2 separate regions of the Mus musculus genome follow, and region 1 is linked to region 2. A link is a contact called in public Micro-C data. All regions are on one chromosome and are shown on one strand. Each heading gives the region's core, a stretch centred on a gene start, on an enhancer-like site or on the middle of the called end of the contact. The rest is flanking DNA. Distances are from core to core; before and after follow the strand shown.

The links. Hi-C and Micro-C count contacts between places; a contact is called where the count stands out from the background.
Region 1: a Micro-C map of the G1E-ER4 cell line shows a contact between it and region 2, with 4 times the contacts expected there. The contact joins two enhancer-like sites. A contact is called at or near these places in 4 of 39 promoter capture datasets (the C10 cell line, embryonic stem cells, liver and 1 more), 2 of 15 datasets of contacts at CTCF or cohesin (large pre-B cells and pro-B cells), 10 of 484 Hi-C or Micro-C datasets (the G1E-ER4 cell line, the HL-1 cell line, bone marrow-derived macrophages and 3 more), 6 of 115 datasets of contacts at active chromatin or transcription factors (embryonic basal ganglia, embryonic forebrain, embryonic limb bud and 3 more) and 1 of 9 other capture datasets (embryonic stem cells).

What each region holds. Positions count from the first base shown.
Region 1 is chr2:38,377,609-38,384,065 of GRCm38.p6, reverse strand. No RefSeq gene overlaps it. Among named protein-coding and RNA genes, the nearest start is that of Gm13584, 12 kb to the right of the region's middle. Within about 2 kb of position 4,640, at least 39 of the 459 cell types and tissues checked have an H3K27ac peak or open chromatin away from gene starts, as enhancers often do. A contact at or near this core is called in the G1E-ER4 cell line, where this site is marked.
Region 2 is chr2:38,129,333-38,136,042 of GRCm38.p6, reverse strand. All of the region lies in intron 4 of Dennd1a (DENN/MADD domain containing 1A), which reads left to right. Among named protein-coding and RNA genes, the nearest start is that of Dennd1a, 150 kb to the left of the region's middle. Within about 2 kb of position 3,677, at least 28 of the 459 cell types and tissues checked have an H3K27ac peak or open chromatin away from gene starts, as enhancers often do. A contact at or near this core is called in the G1E-ER4 cell line, where this site is marked.

The sequences.
Region 1 (6,457 bases), core at 3,391-5,890, 250 kb before region 2:
TGTGTGTGTGTGTGTGTGTGTGTGTTTTGTGATGTATATGTGTATATCTGTAAGTATCTGTGCTTGTGTGTCTATGTGTGTGTGTGTGTGTGTGTGTGTGTGTTTGCATGGTGTGTGAGTGTGTGTGGTATACGTGTGTACGTGTGTGTGTATGTGTTTTTATGTCAATGTGTATCTATGTGTGTATGTGAGTGTGTGAGTGTATATCTATGTGATATATATGTGTTTGTGTGTCTCTGTGTGTGTGGTGTATGTTTGTGTGTATATCTGTGGTATATATTTTTATATCTATGTGTGCCTATGTGTGCATGTGAATGTGTATATGTGTGTGTTTATCACTTGTATTTACATTTTCTCCATAGCATGAGCACACAGTTTTGGTCAGTCACTGCTAAACTCTGACAGTTTTCACATCCCATCTTATTTTAGTAGGGTGACATTTTCTCATCAGTCGCTGCTGGGAAATAAGCATGCTGTGGATTTTCTATGTTGATCTCATAGCCCCACTTCCAGAGGATTTCCTCACTCTCCAGTCACCAGGAGGAGCTTTGAATGTGGTCATTTGCAGGGTCTCAGGGAAAGATGCAGTGAAGGCTAGATATGTAGAATATGGGCTAGGCAGCTGGCAGACCAGTCTGGGTTCAAATATACTCATGTGCCATGTACTAGCTGGGGAAGTTACTCAACCTAAGATAGTGCTCATGCCCAGTCTACCCTGCACTGCTGCAAGAGTCTCAGGAGGAGACGACTCAAGTCAAGCTCCCTATGTAGTGTCTGCTGTCATGTAAGAGCTCCCCTGGTGCTGCACTGGGCATGAAACTGGGCATAGTGTAATCTTGAGATAAAGGCAGGAGGTTTAGACATTCAAGGCCATCCTAAGCTCAAGGCCATCTAGAGACACAAGAGACTTTATCTCAATACAAAATTAAACACATAGGACATGAACAAACCCAAATTATCATCTCTGTTGTTGTTACTACAAGCCACATGGCTCCCAGCCAGCAAGCTGTGGTTGTTGACTGTTCATTTGAACACATGGTAGGGGCATCTGCATATGCCTGTGACATTGCCCTCTGTTCCTGTGACCTGAATGTTCTGAGGATTCCATGGTCCCAGAGATGGACCACACCAAACATACTTTCCAAACTGCTCATGCAGCTTCTTGCCCCTGGTGGGGAAACAGTCAAATGGACAGGTAGGAACCTAATAATGTTTGTGTGATGACTCACTTCGTTACACTCAAGTCACCTGTGTACACAGGGCCCAGTTCAGTGCCTAGAGACCACAGTGGGTGGTTAAGAGGAGGGTGGGAAGGCAGGAGATGAAATCAGGGCTTCTGACCTCCATGGGAAAGGGACCAGAAGTGCCCTGGAGAAGGCGCTTTAGAGCTCATGCACATTTAGTCACATTGATTTTTACAAATGTGTAACCAAGCTGGGCGTAGTGGTGCACGCCTTTAATCCCAGCACTCAGGAGGCAGAGGCAGGCAGATTTCTGAATTCGAGGCCAAGCCTGGTCTACAAAGTGAGTTCCAGGACAGCCAGAGCTACACAGAGAAACCCTGTCTCGAACCACCCCCCCCCCAAAAATGTGTAACCAAAGTAGTAAGTACCTGCTCTTTCTAAACATATACATGACCCAGCAATTCAAAGTTGAATATAGGCCCAAGGTATAAATGCATGAAACCACCATAAGACCTGATACACACGGTCACTGAAGCCTTGTTCAAAGTGATCCTATGGTTTGAATGACAATGGCCCCCATAGGTTCATATGTTTGTTTTGTTTTTCAGTTGACTGGCTGTTTGGGAAGGATAAGGAAGTGTGGTCCTGTTGAAGGAGGTGTGTCACTAGGGTGGCCTTTGAGGTTTTAGAAGTCCACGTCAGACCCAGTCTCACTCTCTATAACTGCTGCTGTGTATCAGGATTATAAATTCTTAGCTACTGCTCCAGCACCGTGCCTACCCACCTGCCACCATGTTCCTTGTCATGGTGATCATGAATTAACCCTCTAAAACTGAAAGCAAGCCAACATATAGACCTTTCTTTTCTAAGTTGTCTTGGTCACGGTGTCTCTTCACAGCAATAAAAAAGTAACTAACACAGGTCCCGAACTGGAAGTAACTTAAACACCCACAGGAAAAGACTAGATAAAAGACTTGTAGTGGGCTTCTATAATGAAGTATTATATAGCAACGAAATGGAAATGATCTATCACAGTAGCAAGAGCATCCATGTAAGGGACCCCACCATTCCTGTTCACTTAGGAGTACTCACTGTGTAATTCCACAAATACAAAGTTCAAGAAGAGGTGTGCTGGAACCACCTGTGATCTCAGTTTGGGAAGTGTAAAGGCAGGGTTATGAACCTACAGTCTCAGGTATTTGTGTGTGTGTCCACTTGTTTGCACCACTAGAAAGAAAAAAAAAAAGATATATATGGTTGAGAGGAAGCCAGATAGCCACCTACGGAGAAATAGCCAAATCCCAGCCTCACACCATACAACAGAACAAACTCTGGAATAAAGACAATGAGAATTTGTTTTTAAAGCCATTCCTGTGGTGAACTCTTATTTTATTTTATTTTATTTTATTTTATTTTATTTTATTTTATTTTATTTTATTTTTGTTTTTCCAGACAGGTTTTCTCTGTGTGGCTCTGATTGCCATGAAACTCACTCTGTAGACCAGGCTGGCCTCGAACTCTAGTGATCCTCCTGCCTCTGCCTCCTGAATGCTAAGATTAAAAGCTTGCACTACCGCTGTCAGCTTTCTTTTTTCTTTTTTTTTCCTGAAGTCCTTTGGAAAATGAATTTCAAACAAAACTCTGAATCTATAAATGAAAAGATGGATACGTTTAGCCACATAAAATTATTTCTATTTCCACAAGAGAAAATGATATAAACAAAGTCAAAAGGCACATACATTACAGACATATCATATGTTATTGACAAAAGGCTGCTATCTCTGTTATTTTAAGAGCTCCTACGTATTGGGGGGGGGGGAATGACAACCTAATTAAAAAGATAGGCAGAGGAGATAGACAAACAGTTCCCAGGAAAGGAAACGTAAATGATTCTTAGTCAGATGAAAACACGGTCAACCTCCCTTGTAGCAGGAGAGAAGAGATTACAGCTCTGAGATACCATTTTCTATCTAACAGATTGACAAAGATCAGAAAGTTTGATAACACGCTGTGTTGGCACGGGTGTGGGAGAGAAGCATTTCCATTCATTGTAAGTGGGAGGGAACACTGGGGCACCCTCCCGGAGGAGAGATTTGGCAATATCTGAGTAAATTAAAAATCTGCATACCCTTTAACCCACAATTTTCATCTCTAGGAATCCACCATGCAAATATCCCCATACATACACAGTTCGCTGTCCTAATGCAGATCATTTGCCACAGTTCTGCTTATGCTAACAGTCTGGAAGCAGCCTGGTTCCTCACCCACAGGGAGCTAGTGAAGGGCGCATATTCAACTGTCTATTCAGTGGAATAATATACACTGGTTTAAAGGAACAGAGGAGTTTTTAATTTCCTATATGGAAAAATCTCTATGGCAAAGCTCAGAGTCGTGCACACTGAACAAAAGCCCTGTGTGAAGGGTGTCTGTGGAAAGATCTTGATAAGGAAACTGATAGGAAAAGCTCTGGGTATCTGCATAGACTATGTGTATAGTAGTCATGGGGGAAGTAGGGGAATATAACTTTAAAAATGCAAAGTGAGTGTACGGGTGTGTGGGGGTGGTGGGGAGATAGGGAAGTTGAGGGGAGGGGGAGGGACAGAGGTGGGGAGGGCTGAGTTGTCTCAGCAGATAAAGGTGCTTGCCATCTTAGCCCCCACCTGATGGGAGGTAGGTACAGACTCTGGAAAGTTGTCCTCTGACCACCATATGCACTCAGATGGGGTCTCTCTCTCTCTCTCTCTCTCTCTCTCTCTCTCTCTCACACACACACACACACACACACACACACACATACACACACACAAATGTAGTTCTAAAAATTAAGAAAAACACAGGGTAAACTGTTTTTCAGCTGAGATGTGTAAGTCTAATTCCAGCTCCCCTGGGTCTTTTGGAGAAATTACTTCAACTTCAACGTCACCATCTGTAAAATGGGAATAATAATATGCCCTTGATTCAAAGATACCTTGGAGAAGGGGTTGGAAAGAGGCAAAAGTTTAAAAACTGGGAACTTTAGGATGGGCATGTTCATGGTCTATAATGACTTTTCTATGATTTTGAAAAGTTTTCTAAACAAAACACGTTTTTTGTTTTCTTTGTGGGTTTCTTTTTTATTGCTGCTCTGGTCTTCACTATCAGATACCAATCTGCTCCCCAACCCCCATGCCCCACTAAGAAGGAGTGCAGAGCAGGTGAGCTGGTGGCTGGCCATCTGGCCGTCTCTCTAGGACATGCTCTTCATTGCGGGCAGGTGAAGAGGTTTTCCTTGCAGGACAGGACAGTGGAATCGCAAGATGAAGGTGGGGTCCCCCAAGTGGGTGTGGGGAAGGGGACCTTGCTCTCCCTCCTGAGTGCTGGTGGCCTGTGTCTGGGCACGCAGGATACCCCTACACTGGCTGAGACCCGATCAGATAGGGCGCCTCCCCCGCGCTGGCAGCCCTGGGAGGCGGCGGGGAGTTTACGTAAGCCGCTTGTTGATGGAAAAACAACGCACTGGCTCGGTGGTAGGCGGTTCCTGGCTTGCTTTGAGGAAGCCCCAGGGGGTACTCAGCAGGCCACAGCACACACACCCCTTCGCCTCTCCGCCCCCCACCCTCCGTCTCTGGGTTCGGCCGGTCGAGGAGTAGGGGCTACATCCAGGCTGCAAGAGCGGCTCTCGGGGTTCATCTAAATCCAGGCCACCCTGCAGGTGTCATCTGATATTTCACCCTGGACCTAGGTGCCCGACCCAGTTATCCTGCTGCAAGCCCAGCCCTGCTTGGGGCAGCGGGGGTGAGAGCTGTGGGAACCCCGAGTGAGCCAAGAGGAAAGTGGGGGGCCGTCATAGTTACACCTGGAGCCTCCTTTCCTGGTTCTAGAAGCCAAGGAGAGCCAGGCCAGGCCCGCAGTTTTGCAGGGGCACTTCTCAGTTCCCTCCTGGCTTTGGCAGAAGGCGTGTGGATGACCAGAGTTCCGGTCCAGCTCAGCTAGCTGCGTAGCCTTGTGGGCTCGGACCCAAAGTTCTTTATCTGGAAAACCAGGTTGATGTTACTTGTACTAAACAAGTTTTCAGAATTACATGAAACATTCTGAGGATTAAAAGAGATGACTACAAAGCCCTTAAATCACACCCAACTGTGTCTAGCACACTAGCACGTGTCACTGTAGATATAGATTGTGTGTGTGTGTAGGGGTGTGTGTCACACCTGCCCCTTCCACTCCAACTCAGACATTTGCTTTTCAGGTGGCTTCTCTCAAATCTCTGCCCTGGCTCGGGTGTCCAGTGTCCTTCATTCACAAGTCTACATTAGTTCCCTCTGCGCCCTATACCTAGAGTACCTAGAAGTGGATGAATTTCCGATACTGTACTCTAGGGGGCACAAGCCAGGAAGGGAGGGAGAGCAACATGTGGGTAATGTTAAATACCCTTCTTAAGGATCTGGACAGAATCAAATAAGTGATTCATGGGGAAACCCTTTCTTGGCTCAGAGAGTTGTACCAACCAGTTAGGAACTGCCCGGTCAATGCTACAAACAGGAACCATTTGAGACCAAACTTTGTATCAGGCTAGAGTCAAGGCTCAGCTTGGGCAGTCCTTTTTAAGAGACTGTTTCAAATAGATCAGTCTGTTACTTCATCATCAAGTGAAGATAACAAGACCTACCATCTAGGTGGCCACAAGGCACCAAGGAGATCCCCAAATAGGAGCTACTGTTAAACTTAATTTCTTTTTTTTTAATTTTAAAGATTTTTAAAATTTGATATATATGGGTGTTTTTGCCCGCTTGTATGTGCACCACATGTGTGCAGTGCCCAGGGGCCCAGGATTAGGCTTTGGATCTTCTGGACCTGGAGTTATAGACGGTTATTCATCTGTGTGTGGGTACTGGGTACTGAACCTTAAACTCTAGAAAAATAATAGCCTGTACTTTTAACTGCTGAACCATCTCTCCAGCCTTTCTACTCCTACCCGCATTTTGAGACAAGGTCTTACTATGTAACCCTGGCTTGGCCTGGAATTCACAATGTAGACCAGGCTGACCTCAGAGTACCACCTGCCTTTGCCTCCTACGTGCTGGGATTAGAGCCATGAGCCACCACACCTGGCTTGACTATTTATATATATATATATATATATATATATATATATATATATATATATATAATAATTTGTTGTTTTAAAGCAGAGGAAACTGAGGCAAAGCAATGTTAAGCAACTTGCCCAAATGTCACAGAGCTGGGAAGCAGGCTGTCCGAGACCCTAATATTGGGTCTCCTAGCCTTCCAGAGCC
Region 2 (6,710 bases), core at 2,428-4,927:
TTTTGTTTTTTTCTTGGGAAATTGAACTGAGACTGTATGTACATTATGTCCCCCCCCCCCAATCCCACTTTTAGAGTTATCGAGCTTGTAGAAAATGCATAAATTATAACTAATAAATTTCATAACATATTCCAAGAAAGTTGTATAAGTGTAAGCCTTCTTTAGGAAGATTCTATGGTGTATGTGTAGCTTCCACAAGTAAGGCATGATCTAAAGGGTCTGAGTGGTTTAGAGAGCATGCGGAGAGAATGCTACTGAGTTCATTTCTATATGTTGTAAGGCCAGTATCCTGGTTCATTTGGCATAAATGAAGCCTAAGAGTGGTGTGGGATGAGACTTAGTAGCCACAGGAGTCCTGAAAGCAGCTCTGGAATGCTGCCAGCCACTCAGCATCAGTGTACTCCCTGCTTCTCACGTGTGGATTTTAAGCCAATCAGCCATTGCAGTGCTTTCAGACTTAGAGCTTTTAAAACCCAGCACCAGCATGTTTTAGTAGCAGGTCCCTGCTCAGAACAGAATAGCCTTGATTTTAAGAGGGTCTGTCTTTGTAATGAGAGTCTCTTCTCCCCTCCGTATCCTAGAGCATGCATGCATATATATATGCATGCATATATATATATATATATATATATATATAATAGCAAGAAGTATAGAGTATTGTTGAGAGATGTTCAATACAAATTTTGTATTTATGTGTATGAGTCAGGAACATATAAAATTTCTAGACACCTAAGAACTGTATTACAAATTATGAAAAACCACAGTTATACAAATTAATGTAGCTAGACATTTAACAAAATATATAAGAAGACATCTTGATAGGACTGTTTGTTAGAATGGTGATTTTCTTGGATAAGTGTTCTTTAATTAACTTTGTAAACTAATATTAGGCGACACTTCCCACTGAAATGTAGTATGTACATGAGTACATACAAATACATAGCTCTCATTTATTCTGCACATACCATCCTAATTACCTGATCATCTGGATGATTTTGTTCTGAAATAGAATAAAAGTAGCACCCCTTCAGGGATAGTTCTGAAATATCTTCCCCCTCTCTGTCTTTCTGTCTCTTTTTTGTTACCTGTAACATTGGAGGTTTCCTTACTGTTACCGGAAAACTACTTTTCTTGTAAAACACATCTGTGCAAATCACTCATACAAGTGGTGCTCTTTATTTTTTTCTTTTGCAACATTATTTTGATATTCAATATGCAATAGTTTGTCTTAATATTGTATTATATTCCTTAAAATGACTTCTACAGATGCTTCAAAAAAGCAAAATAAAAAATATCCCACTTTATTTGGGAGATTGTATTTTCTCTTCTTTTGTACCTCTTAGGTTGACATACTTTAATATAGAAGAGATCATCACAATTAGACTCATTTATGAGAAATACAGAGGTTTTGATGTCAGGTTTTTTTTTTTAATTAGTTGTTAGCAGTGTCAAATAAATGAACCCAAATTCTGAGGTCTACAAGTGTGCTCAGGTCTATGGAACTGATTGACTTAGCGGATAGAGCAGCATGGGCGAGAGATGAGCAGTGCCTGGGTAATGGCTCTTCCTGATCTCTGCTTCTGTGTCTTTCTACCTTAGGGAACAGCCATGCAACCTTCTGACACTCTATTCTGTACCAAGAGTGGGACTTGCACAGTCATCATCAAATCTCCTGTCAGCACTGATGTCTTGCCATCTCTTGTGCTGTTTTAAGGTTGTTCTCTCTGAAACTAGGACTTATCAAAAATAATAATGCTGGTAGCTCTGTAGAAGAGAGCCTTTCTCATGTATTACCTCATTTTATCATCTGGCTGTAAGAGAGAAGAGCAACAACGTGTTCTTCATTTGAAATTGTCTGAGTGTGGAGGATTATGACTCATCCAATGTCCTATTAGGCTTATAATCTGTCCTAAATTTCATCTCCCACTAGACTACCTTGTAGAGAAAGAGTAGTCACCAAAAATAGAGAGAGTAGGGGGTGGGGGAAAGGAAGAAAAATTAGCTCTGAGTGCCTGATTCTAGTCAAGTGCTTCCCTGACTGGTTACTCCTTCCCCTACTCTTTCAGCAGTGGCCAGATTTCCACCTGTTATGTAATCAAATGCTTATTCAGGACAGGTCCCATTGTGTTGAGGTAGATGCAGAATATAGAAATGGTCTCAAATTTGAAGCTCTTTGCTCTGTGCATTTCCCAGTTTTAATTCAAGACATTCTGTAAAGGCATTTTAAACACTGTTTGAAAGGATGGGGTGGTAACAGAAGAGTAACATGCTCACAGAGGACTTGTTGTAGTGGGTGAGACTTGTGTTGAGTCTGCCAGGCCAGTAAGAAGTAGGTATGGAGAAAAGTGAGCCTAACACCCCATATGCACCACAGAGCAAAGCAGAGGAGAAAACCCTGAGTGAGCCTGGAGATGTACAGCCAGAGCAGATGGAGCCTGCTGGGGAGGCTGCCATGTACCATGAGAGACTAGGGACGGGAGGCTCTTAAGAATGCGACTACAGGGTCTGAGAGTGCAGCATCTGCCTAGGACATTCCATTTTACAGGAGAGAGGTCAAGATCCATCATAACCACAGTCACAGTGCTGGGGAAGGAATTCATTCCTGCCCAGGTTTCTTTCTACCCACTACTGTCTTCAAGCCCTTGGTGCCAGAGGAGTAAAGTAACCACTGAGTCCTTGCATTGTCTCAAGAAGGGTTCACTGTTAGTGCTGAAAGCACTTTCTCAGAGGATGTGAGAGGCATGCCTCTGTTCTATAGTCACCAACGACAGGCGTACAAAATGAAATGACACCATTTTGTGGTTTTGGATGCAGCCACAAATGCAGAGAGGCTCAGCTACTACTTGACACTTGAACTGGTATCTGCTATCTGCTGGGCGCTGTGTACAGTGTTCTTATGTTGAAACATAAGCTATTTATATTGTCACCATGCTTGATGTTCTGCATGTGAGCAGCAAAGGCCCAGCTAGGTTCACATATGTGCTGTGTTCAAGGTTCTGCTTTTACTTTGTGGAGGAAACTGTTTTTCAAGCCCCTCATTTTGCTGCTACCTCTAATTCTACATTTTTTTTCCTCCTTACCATACTGCAGCCATTAACTAACACAGCATAAAGTAATTTATTTTGAAAACAATATATAGAAACAACATGTAGAAAAGTAGAAAATTTAGGTAACTGAAGAAATGGCTCCCCCATAGGTACAGTGTTGTCTTGGTTAGTGCATTAGTGTAGACCTTCATGTATTTCTGTTTCTGTTTCATATGTTTGTTCTGCTGGATTTTAGTCCTTTAGTGTAAATGGTAGATTGAGTTGTGGCTTATGGTCACTTCCACAGCATTAGAGAGTAGCATGGCTATTGGCCCTGCTGACAGGGTGTGGGGTGGCCTAACGAGCAATGCCCTTGGGATGTTCCCCTTGACATGTCACATCCAGGAGGGAGGCAAATGACTCCTGTCCTTTGAGCTAGGTTCTCTATAGTTCCTCTAGTTTTGATATGTTTAAATTTTGTGGTTAGTGATAATTTAATTTGTCAGACTTAGGTAGATAAGGTCTGGGCAGATCTTTGTTTTTTCTTAGAAATGTCTGGTGGTTTTCTTGAGCAGATAAGGGCTACACTCTTTCTAGCAGTTGGTAAATTTATTGCTCCTGTCCAGAACTCTTGGGAGGGTGCTGTTCTCAACACTTGGTCTTCTGAGCAGGGATGATAAAAAGCTTGAGGCTCTGGCAAATGCAACATGTGTATATATAGGAAAGTTTTGTGGTCCACAAACTCCAGGACAGGATAGTTTGGTAGTAGACAGCTAGCTATTCAGGTGATTCTAAGTAAGCTACAGTGGGCAAGAGTGACAGTGTTTTAGTTCGGGCCATGCATTTTATAATTATACTAGTCTAGGTAGTTTTCATTGTGTACTATGTGCTAGTTGCTCTGTATTCTTGATTTATAAACCTTAAAATCACTTTGCAGTGTGATGGTTGATTTTTACAGAAGAGATCAGAGATATACAGTAGCTTGTCCTTACACAGTTTATGCATAGAAGATCTTATATAAAACACAGCTCTCACTATTTTGTCTTCTCTCTTCTGTGTTATTCTCAGTGGCTTAAAATCAACTTTTGGTATTTCTCATCCCAAAGCAGTACGGGCCTTTGACTCACCTCACCCAATTACTGTCTGGTTCTGTAGTGCTTGCAAAAATCCTCTATAACAGCTAACTTGCTCCTCAGCCCCATTCAGCTTCTCCTGCTTTTTGTCTTTCAGCTATAACTGTTCTTATCATGGCCACCCAAGGCCTTCTTATCACTCACAGAGATAGACATTTTCCTTTCCCATCTTGATATATCAGGACAGGTGACCTTCCCTTCTGTTTGTTCTGCCTGGAGGTAGTTTCTTTTTCCTTTTATGGTCCCTTTTCCATCTACTGCTCAACTGATATTTCTGTAAATGAGTCCTAGATACTCTTCTGTCTCTCTGAGTTATTTTACTCATCATTTCTGTAGTGTTCAGTATTACCTGTGTTCAAATGACTTCTGAATATTTGCCTCCAACTCAAACATTTTTGTGGCTTTCCTAACTAGTATGTTCAACTCTGTGCTTGACGTTGTTTTAGAAATTTGAGATGAGTGCTTTTCTTTTGATTAGAAGTATTAAGTAGCCTTTTATTACTCCAAACACCCACCGCATCCACATTCACCCAAAAGAGGTAATATCTAATATGACTCATGTTTGAGGTATTCTGCATGGCCTGGTTCTCAATTTATGTAGCAACGCATGTGATGCTACTGATCGTCTTTTGTGCTTTAGGGTGACCCCCATATGCTTTTCTTTCCTACACGTGCCCAGTTCCTTTCAACTCCAAAGATCTTTGCATAGCTTTTTCCTTTGCTGGAAATACCCAGTTTCTTGAGCCTGGTGTGGCCATTCCATCTCAGCCTTTGAGTCAGTGTTGACATCTCTGAGAAGCTGCTGTCCAATTTGATAGTCAGCCATGTGAGTTATAAGGTTTTTGTTTTTGTTGTTTAGCATATATTTCCAGCACATACTATATCACCCTGTGTAGTTGTAGTTCAGTATGTAAAATGGGTAAGCTTAAAGTAAGTCTGACATGTAAAAATCTCATTTCTTACTGAATGACTGGACTCACTCACACTTTGTCTCCACATACTTCATGCTGTTCTTGCAACTCTGATACTAAACAAAATAGGGTGAGAAGGACCTTGAACAGCTGATGAGCATTAATAGAGTAGCATGACAGTTACAATCTGGGCTTCGTTCTTGATCTGTTCCCTTGTTTTGTACATTCTAAGTGTGGGAGGAGTACCTAAGGGTGATCCGGGTCCTGGTCAGCTAGGCTTATTTTTGCTGGTGTTCAAATATGCTTTCTGGAGCTTAATGAGATGCACAGTCCATTTGCCAAGACAACTTTGCATTCTTATCATAATTTAGTTCCTTAACCCGAGGTGAGACTTCTAGGGGAGGGCTGGCCTAGTGTTTAGAGCAGCATGGCAGGATGGAAAGGACATTGAACCACAATGTGGCTTGGATTTTTGACCTAGTCCTAATTACTTTGAAAACCAAAACAAAACCCTAAGCCTCAGTTTTCCCACCCATAAAACAAGAAAATTGGATCAGTGGTTCCTATGGTTCCTTTAGCTTTAATCATTGGGAAGTCTCTGATTCTTGTAGAAATTACAGATGCTAATATTAAAAGGAAACGAATTGTAGTTTTTGAGGAAGCAGACCCCCTAGTCATTTTTTATGAAAAACAGTGAATACTTTCCTAGACTACCACAGTTAGCGGAGCGAGTGATACATTCCCTGGAGATTCAGAACCCTTCAAGTTAACCTCTGTTTGACTGCCCCTGACAGATTTAGTTTCTTGGATGTTGTCCAAGGGGAGAGAAAAAAATTGAGTCTACTGCTTTTGTGTTCTTGATGACCTGTACTTCAACTCTTCTAGGAATTAAAAAGGTGACTTGATTGAGAATAATAAGTGTCTCCTTCTAAATTGCAACATCCCATAAAGAATCATTCATTTTAATGCAAACTTGAATCATTTGGTCCCCCAGAGGACTGCTCAGGTGTTAAAAAGCTGAATTGGTCAGGGAGTCTCTGTAAATCATGACCTTCCTGTGAATTTTATCTTCAATAAGTTAAAGCAGCTTGCCTCCTACCTTTTATTAATTATTTCTACTAAGGATTGGCCTTTTAAGATAAATGATTATCCCACTGATTCCTAAAACATACTTTGGGTTGAGTGATAGCTCCTCACGATTATTCCATGTATAGAAACTGAGTTGCTGAAAGCTGTTTTTAAGGAACTTGCTAAGTTAAGGGCCAGGTAGAGGTAACTGGGCTGGGCTTTGTATCAAGCTGATCAGTAATGAATCTTTCTTTGATCTTATAGTGTGGTCATGCATACTTTTTTAAAGACCATTTTTTTTTTTTCCATTTTTTATTAGGTATTTAGCTCATTTACATTTCCAATGCTATACCAAAAGTCCCCCTTACCCACCCACCCCCACTCCCCTACCCACCCACTCCCCCCCTTTGGCCCTGGCGTTCCCCTGTACCGGGGCACACAAAGTCTGCGTGTCCAATGGGCCTCTCTTTCCAGTGATGGCCGACTAGGCCATCTTTTGATACATATGCAGCTAGAGTCAAGAGCTCAGGGGTACTGGTTAGTTCATAATGTTGTTCCACCTATAGGGTTGA